Linked DNA regions of Danio rerio: region 2 is linked to region 1. Evidence: chromatin contacts called from public Hi-C data. All regions are on one chromosome and are shown on one strand. The core of a region is the stretch at or near the end of the contact, and the rest is flanking DNA. Distances in the headings are between cores, read along the strand shown. Region 1 holds the start of bdnf (brain-derived neurotrophic factor). Region 2 overlaps LOC141375386 (a long non-coding RNA gene).

Evidence for each region. Hi-C and Micro-C count contacts between places; a contact is called where the count stands out from the background.
Region 2: a contact with region 1 is called in a Hi-C map of embryo, with 2.2 times the contacts expected there. The contact joins the enhancer-like site here to the promoter of bdnf in region 1. A contact is called at or near these places in 4 of 18 Hi-C or Micro-C datasets (caudal fin, embryo, skeletal muscle and 1 more) and 1 of 4 datasets of contacts at active chromatin or transcription factors (caudal fin).

The regions. Positions count from the first base shown.
Region 1 is chr7:31,987,378-31,990,424 of GRCz12tu, reverse strand. It overlaps bdnf (brain-derived neurotrophic factor), which reads left to right and starts at 1,406. Exons shown (of 3, transcript NM_001308649.1): 1 at 1,406-1,791; 2 at 2,507-2,876. All of the region lies in intron 3 of LOC103911387 (a long non-coding RNA gene), which reads right to left.
Region 2 is chr7:32,349,256-32,352,302 of GRCz12tu, reverse strand. The region is part of intron 1 of LOC141375386 (a long non-coding RNA gene); the gene reads left to right. It also overlaps a transcript of mettl15 not described here. Among named protein-coding and RNA genes, the nearest start is that of lgr4, 67 kb to the left of the region's middle. Within about 2 kb of position 1,387, at least 10 of the 62 cell types and tissues checked have an H3K27ac peak or open chromatin away from gene starts, as enhancers often do.

The DNA.
Region 1 (3,047 bases), core at 157-2,656:
TCACAAATGTACAAAATTTTTATAAATAAATAAAAACAAATGAATAAATACATATTTAACAGAATATATTGCCCAAGGTACTTTATGTCACCAAAACAGTATTGTATTGTTTTGTTTCAGCTTTAGTAAAGAAACAGCTGTCCATATCATCATAACTTATTCTGTACGTAAAGACACAGAAATTACATTAAAAGTGATTTTTAAAACTTTTGGGAAAACTAGGGGAATTACTTCTTAAACTTGGAATATATTCTAGAAAGACAGGCAGACATGAGAAATGCAGTTGTGTGTAATCAGTCTTTCTTAAACAAAAGCAAAGCCATGACGAGAAAAACTAAGACAAGAAAAAGAGCCAATCTGTTTGAATTAATGCCCTGCCTAATATGAAGGGATTAATTAATCCCACTATAAGATCCAAGTCAGTCAGATTTTGTTTGCTATGTTCATTGTTTAGGGCAATAATCAATGGAACAATGAATGAATGAATGAATGAATGAATGAATGAATGAATGAATGAATGAATGAATGAATGAATGAATGAATGAATGAATGAATGAATGAATGAATGAATGAACTTAGACTTATGGGAACACAATGTCTGTTGATGCTGACCAGAGGAGAGGTTTATCTGAGAAACAGGTCTGTTGACTGATCTTTTAAACTTTTTCTCCTTTTCTTTGCTTCCAGTTCGTTTGCTGTGCGTGTCGTCTGTGGTCCAAGCATACTGTTTACTGTTGCTGTGAGTTATAAATACAATAGCGTTTCATGTCTTTTACAACTATCGGGCTCGAACGAATCTTGGCTCATATGCGGGTAAATACCACCAATTACTCATGTTACTTTTCAGCACATTTGAACACATCCAAGCATAGCGCCTCGTCACTGCATAACAATTAGATTAGTGTTCGTGCTCTGATGGAATTTTACTGATAACAGAAACGGTCGTACTTGGATTTCGTGACTTCCATTCCCTACTTTAGGTCAAGATAAAGGCGTACGGGGGAAAATAACGTTGTCATTTATTTAAGTTGACATCGTGCCTCAAGACTGAGGAGGATTCAGCTTTTTTTTCCATTTGCTATAGTACACACATAACGAAGCTCAAAACTGTATTGCACAGATGTAAGTATGGTACTTAAAACAATGTTTTTCCTCTGTTTGGCTTTCAATAGCACAGCTTTGCAGCAGCAGCAACAAGTCTCCCGAGAACTTAGTCCTACTTGGCAGAAAATAAGATTGTGAAATCTTACCTGATCTCCCTCAGCTGGGAAAACAGCCAGATTGAAAATGTCGTGAACTGTAGGCTTCGCGTAATGTTGACATATCACGCGCAATGCACGCAGAGACGCGCGAAAAAAAAGTGCACATTGCTGTCTTGGATGCGCAACTTTTCTAATGGTCATTCATTTTCAGCCAGCGTCTCGGGGTAGTTGCTGGTCAGTTTAGTTCCCACCTAAACTTGACCGCCTTCGCTTATTTCAATCACGTAAGAGCACTAACGGCGTTTCTCTGAGCGAGGGCACTGCGTAAATCTGTATAGGGGTTTTGGGTAAATCGCGACTGGTTTCTATTTGTCCTCTCGGCACAGTCGCCAAGGTGTAAGAGAGTTTAAGCACGAGGATATTGCAAAGGGTTATTAGATTCATAAGTCACCCAAGTGGTGGGCGATCTTCTGAGCACGGCAGAAGTTCTCATATGATGACTTCAAACAAGACACATTACCTACCAGCATCTGTTGGAGTGTGTGGATATTAAGACACTTCTATCTCCAGGACAGCATAGGGGAAAATGGTAAGTTGCATGGAAATACTACACTTAAAGGAATAATTACTCCAAAAGGCATGGCTTGTGTTTACACTGACTGAAGGGTTGCTTTCAGAAGAACAGATTTTGATGATGCACGACATATACGAGTGCTCTCGTGCTTATGGACCCAAACGCTGAAGGCTACTTAATCGAGGGTTCGGCTTTGCTAACGTGAATGTAAAACTTTGTAATGCTGCTGTTTTCTGGGATTCGTAGATAGAGGGGGAAAATCCGAGTAAAGCAAACGCAGCCGTAGAGAATATACATTCTAATTGGTTTTGCCTTTGTTGCTCTGTGTGCCAATCTGCGCTTTGATGCCTGTTGGGCTTTTAGCCTTTATACTAAATGTCGTTTTTACAAGTGCTCAGTGAAAAAGGCAACATGTGTAGACATGTCCATCTGCCCTGCAGGACAAAAGCAGAGCACCAAGGCGCTATTACTGTGTGATTTGGGGACACGGGTTGCAAGCCTTTTGGGGGACCCCTCTTTAGAGGGTTATGAGCGACTTTTCAGATAAGTGATTCTTTTGTTAAGAAAACGACCGGCCAACATGTGATCAAATATTAACAGGACGGGCTTGCCAAGGATATATTCACGTGACAAGGCGTGGGGAAGCAATAGAGTAAAGCAATATCAAGTGGCACTTAACGAAAGTATAGATTTTTGCCTCTAAGTAACCTTAGCTGTGCTATGATTTCAGCACTTTGGACAGAGGCACCGGGAGTCGTTGAACGCTGCGGACTAACACGGAGTGAGTGGACTTCGCCTTTTGTGTTTTGCCAAAGCTAGGGATTGTTTCACTTTTTCCTTCTTTTTTGCTCTCGGAGGGAGACCCGTGAGAAAACAAAACAAACAAACAAACGCGAGGAAAAGCATCAGTCGATAGCGGGGCTGCTTACTTTGCGCTTGGAGTTTTGTCGCCACTTAGAGCATGTGAAAGTTGAAATCGTAGAGCTGCTAGTGTACTCGTACTTTGCAATCTCCACTTGGTGCACAGCGTTAACTTTGGGAAATGCAAGTGTTGGTCTTGGAGATCTAACCACTGATAGTGGTTGTCAGCTCTTATAAAGGTAAGACCTGTTTGTTTTATTCTCCACTTTACTAGCAGCCCCTTCTCGGGCAGATGTTTATCTATCTGTACATAGCGAAATTGATCCTCTTTTTGCATTTTAACTCTACGGACAGAGAAAATGTAACGCTGTGAGGAAAAGCTTTGGGTTGTGATGGGAGAGAGAAGACGT
Region 2 (3,047 bases), core at 138-2,637, 360 kb before region 1:
GATTGATCTGTGCAAGAAACATTATTTACGAAAATTCCTCCTGCAGACCACACAAATAAATAGTCAATTCCAGCCCTAATTTGAACATCAGCTCGCTGACATGATTTCTGCACTGAAAAAAAAAAAAAAAAGATTTCTTCAAAACTGTTGCAAATAATTTATATGGGTTGAATTTAAACAAAATCTCCAAGGAACTATCTTTGAATATTTTTTCAGTGTAATACTGCACTGTAAAATTTATAATATTTTCTTAATAAGAGCTAATCATGTGCACATCATGTACTGTAATAATTGTGACATCTGAACCTGTTGCTTACTGGTTCAGGATTATTCACATTATTACTTAATGCCAGTAATAAATTGAAACAAAAAACTACAATGTTATAATGACAATGTATTATCAACTCATGATCACTTTCGAAGGATTAGGTGTATCCATAACTTCGAAATTATTCATTAATTTTCTTTTCGGCTTAGTCCCCTTATTAATTCAGTGTCGTCACAGCGGAATGAACCGCCAACTTATCCAGCACATTATTTTTTTTTTACGCAGCTGATGCCCTTCCAGCCGCAACCCATCTCTTGGAAACATCCACACACACTCATTCACACAAACTCATACAATACGGACAATTTAGCCTACCCAATTCACCTGTACCGCATGTCTTTGGACTGTGGGGGAAACCGGAACACCCGGAGAAAACCCACACGAAATCAGGAAGAACATGCAAACTTCACACAGAAACGCCAACTGACCTGGCTGAGGCTCGAACCAGCGACCTTCTTGCTGTGAGGCGACAGCACTACCTACTGCGCCACTGCGTCGCCACTTCAAAATTATTATACAACAATTCTGTATCTCATTCATCCAGGGTTTCTGCAGGTTTCTTCAGGTCAAATTTCTTCAGGACAACTGCATATCCATTCCCAAATACACCCAGGCAGCTCAGATCATCCTGTTTCTGTACAACTGCACACCTTTACAAATCATGATCCCTCAGTCAATCATCTTAAGATTTATGAATATTGCAGCTTTCTCCTTCTATCCTATATTCAGATTATTTTTCCACAGCTAGATCATCTGCTTGTATATTTATTAGTGTGCTGATGAGCGCATGTGAAAGATGTGTCTGTGTTGATGTAGTGCGCCTGTCTAAACAGTTTGTCCCATGTCTGCTTCTCTGCCTTCAGGGCAAGCAGCTTCTGTTGTGTGTGGTGTAGGTCCACAGTGTACTAAAGAGGCTCTCATAAAATCCTCATTTGTCCCTCTGTAACCAGCATCAGCCTAAGAGAGCTTTCATTAGCCTGCGTTCTCTCTGCCTCATCTGTCAATCTTCAGTGTAATGGAGCTTGAAGGGGAGAGAACGGAGCACGGAGAGAGAGGCAGCGCATGTGGTGATTAATGTTCTTTAAGGCATTACCATAGTTAAAGAGATCAGCCTTGGGCTCTTATCCTGAAACTAATTAACTCTTCTCGCAGACGCGGATCTGTCTGTGTGGACATACCTAAAACACTACAATGGTGTAAATAACAGCAGTCACCCTTCATTTACTTTATAAAGATATCTTCTTTTATACAACAGTTCTGTCTGTTTCTTGAATCTGATTGGCTGATTGCTGTGCGATATTATGCAATATAAGAATTCATACAGCCTCTCCACCCTTCTGTATTACCCAAATAGTGACAGTAGATGAATAAACTCACTAGAATTCGACAAATATTGCTGCTGTTGGACAACAAAAAATACTTTTGAGGCTTTTTTAGGCGAGGATGTAGTTGTTTAGATTGTATCTATGCCGTTTATTTATAAGGAGAGCGCCTGTTTTAAATATTTATAATTTTGGAGATACAGCGCATTGGCAACCATCAGCCTGTCATTGAGGAGAGCAAAAATGGTTGACGTTGTCCATCCACAAGATGGCAACAAAAAACGCATAAGCTCTTAGAGGAGAAAAGGTTGACGGAATTTCTAACTACAGCTGATAAAATCATTATAAAATAAAGTCGATCTCTCTTTTTTGTTGCAGTGCTGTATTTATACCATAGTAATTATAGTGTATTGAGTGTGAAATGGGACTCATATGAGGAATGTATGTATTTTATGTTGGCCACTCTTTGTAAAACTGTCATTACTTTTTGGTTGGCCATCTTTTTGAGTCCTTTGTTTACATGGCTGCAGACTAGTTTAGTAAAAAGAAAGAAAGAAGAAATTCCTGCATGTGTTTAGTGTGTTTCCTTGTTGCAAACACAACAGTAATCTGGTAGTGATTGTGTTGCTTTGGCTTTTTCGGGGTTAATTATAGTGATCTCCCAATATCAACAGAGAAATACTGGAAAATCTCTGTAGACTGATAACAGTTCATACTGTTCAGCCTTATAAATCCTAAAAGGTGAGCAAAATCACCTGTTTTTGTCATCACTTTAGACATTATGCCAGAGAATCATTCAAATACTAGCTCTAAAGTAGAGGTGTGAACCTATACTGGTCTCACGGTTCGGTTCGTTTACGATTATCATGCCTTCGATTCGGTTCAATTCGATATCTCGGTGCATCACGGTGCATTGACGATGCTTTCCAATACAGTGTTACATTTTGGGAGGAGGCTATAACAAGCTGTCTGTATAAACACACAGTACTACAATGTCTCTCATTCAAACACATACACAAACATAGACAGCACCAAAGAAACAAACAAACACACACACACGCACACACGCACGCACGCACACACGCACACATTTAAGCCCTCACAACAGGGAGAGCTCACACTGAGCGGAGCAGAAAAACGAAAAAAAAAACGAAAAAAAAGAAGCACTTTTCCGACGGTCCCTTGCTGAGAGCTCCTCTCAGCGCGAGCTCTCCCGGCTAAACAAATATTGCGAGGGCTTAAACGAAGCAGTGGTTGTAATATCGAGCGAAAAAAATTAAAAGACAGCTGTGAAACATAACCAGCTTTGTCTTTTTGTAGGAAACACACTTTAAATCTTTTTAGGGTAAGAGGTTTTTGAGTTAATGCCGTCTATAACTGAATGTGTGTCAGGAATT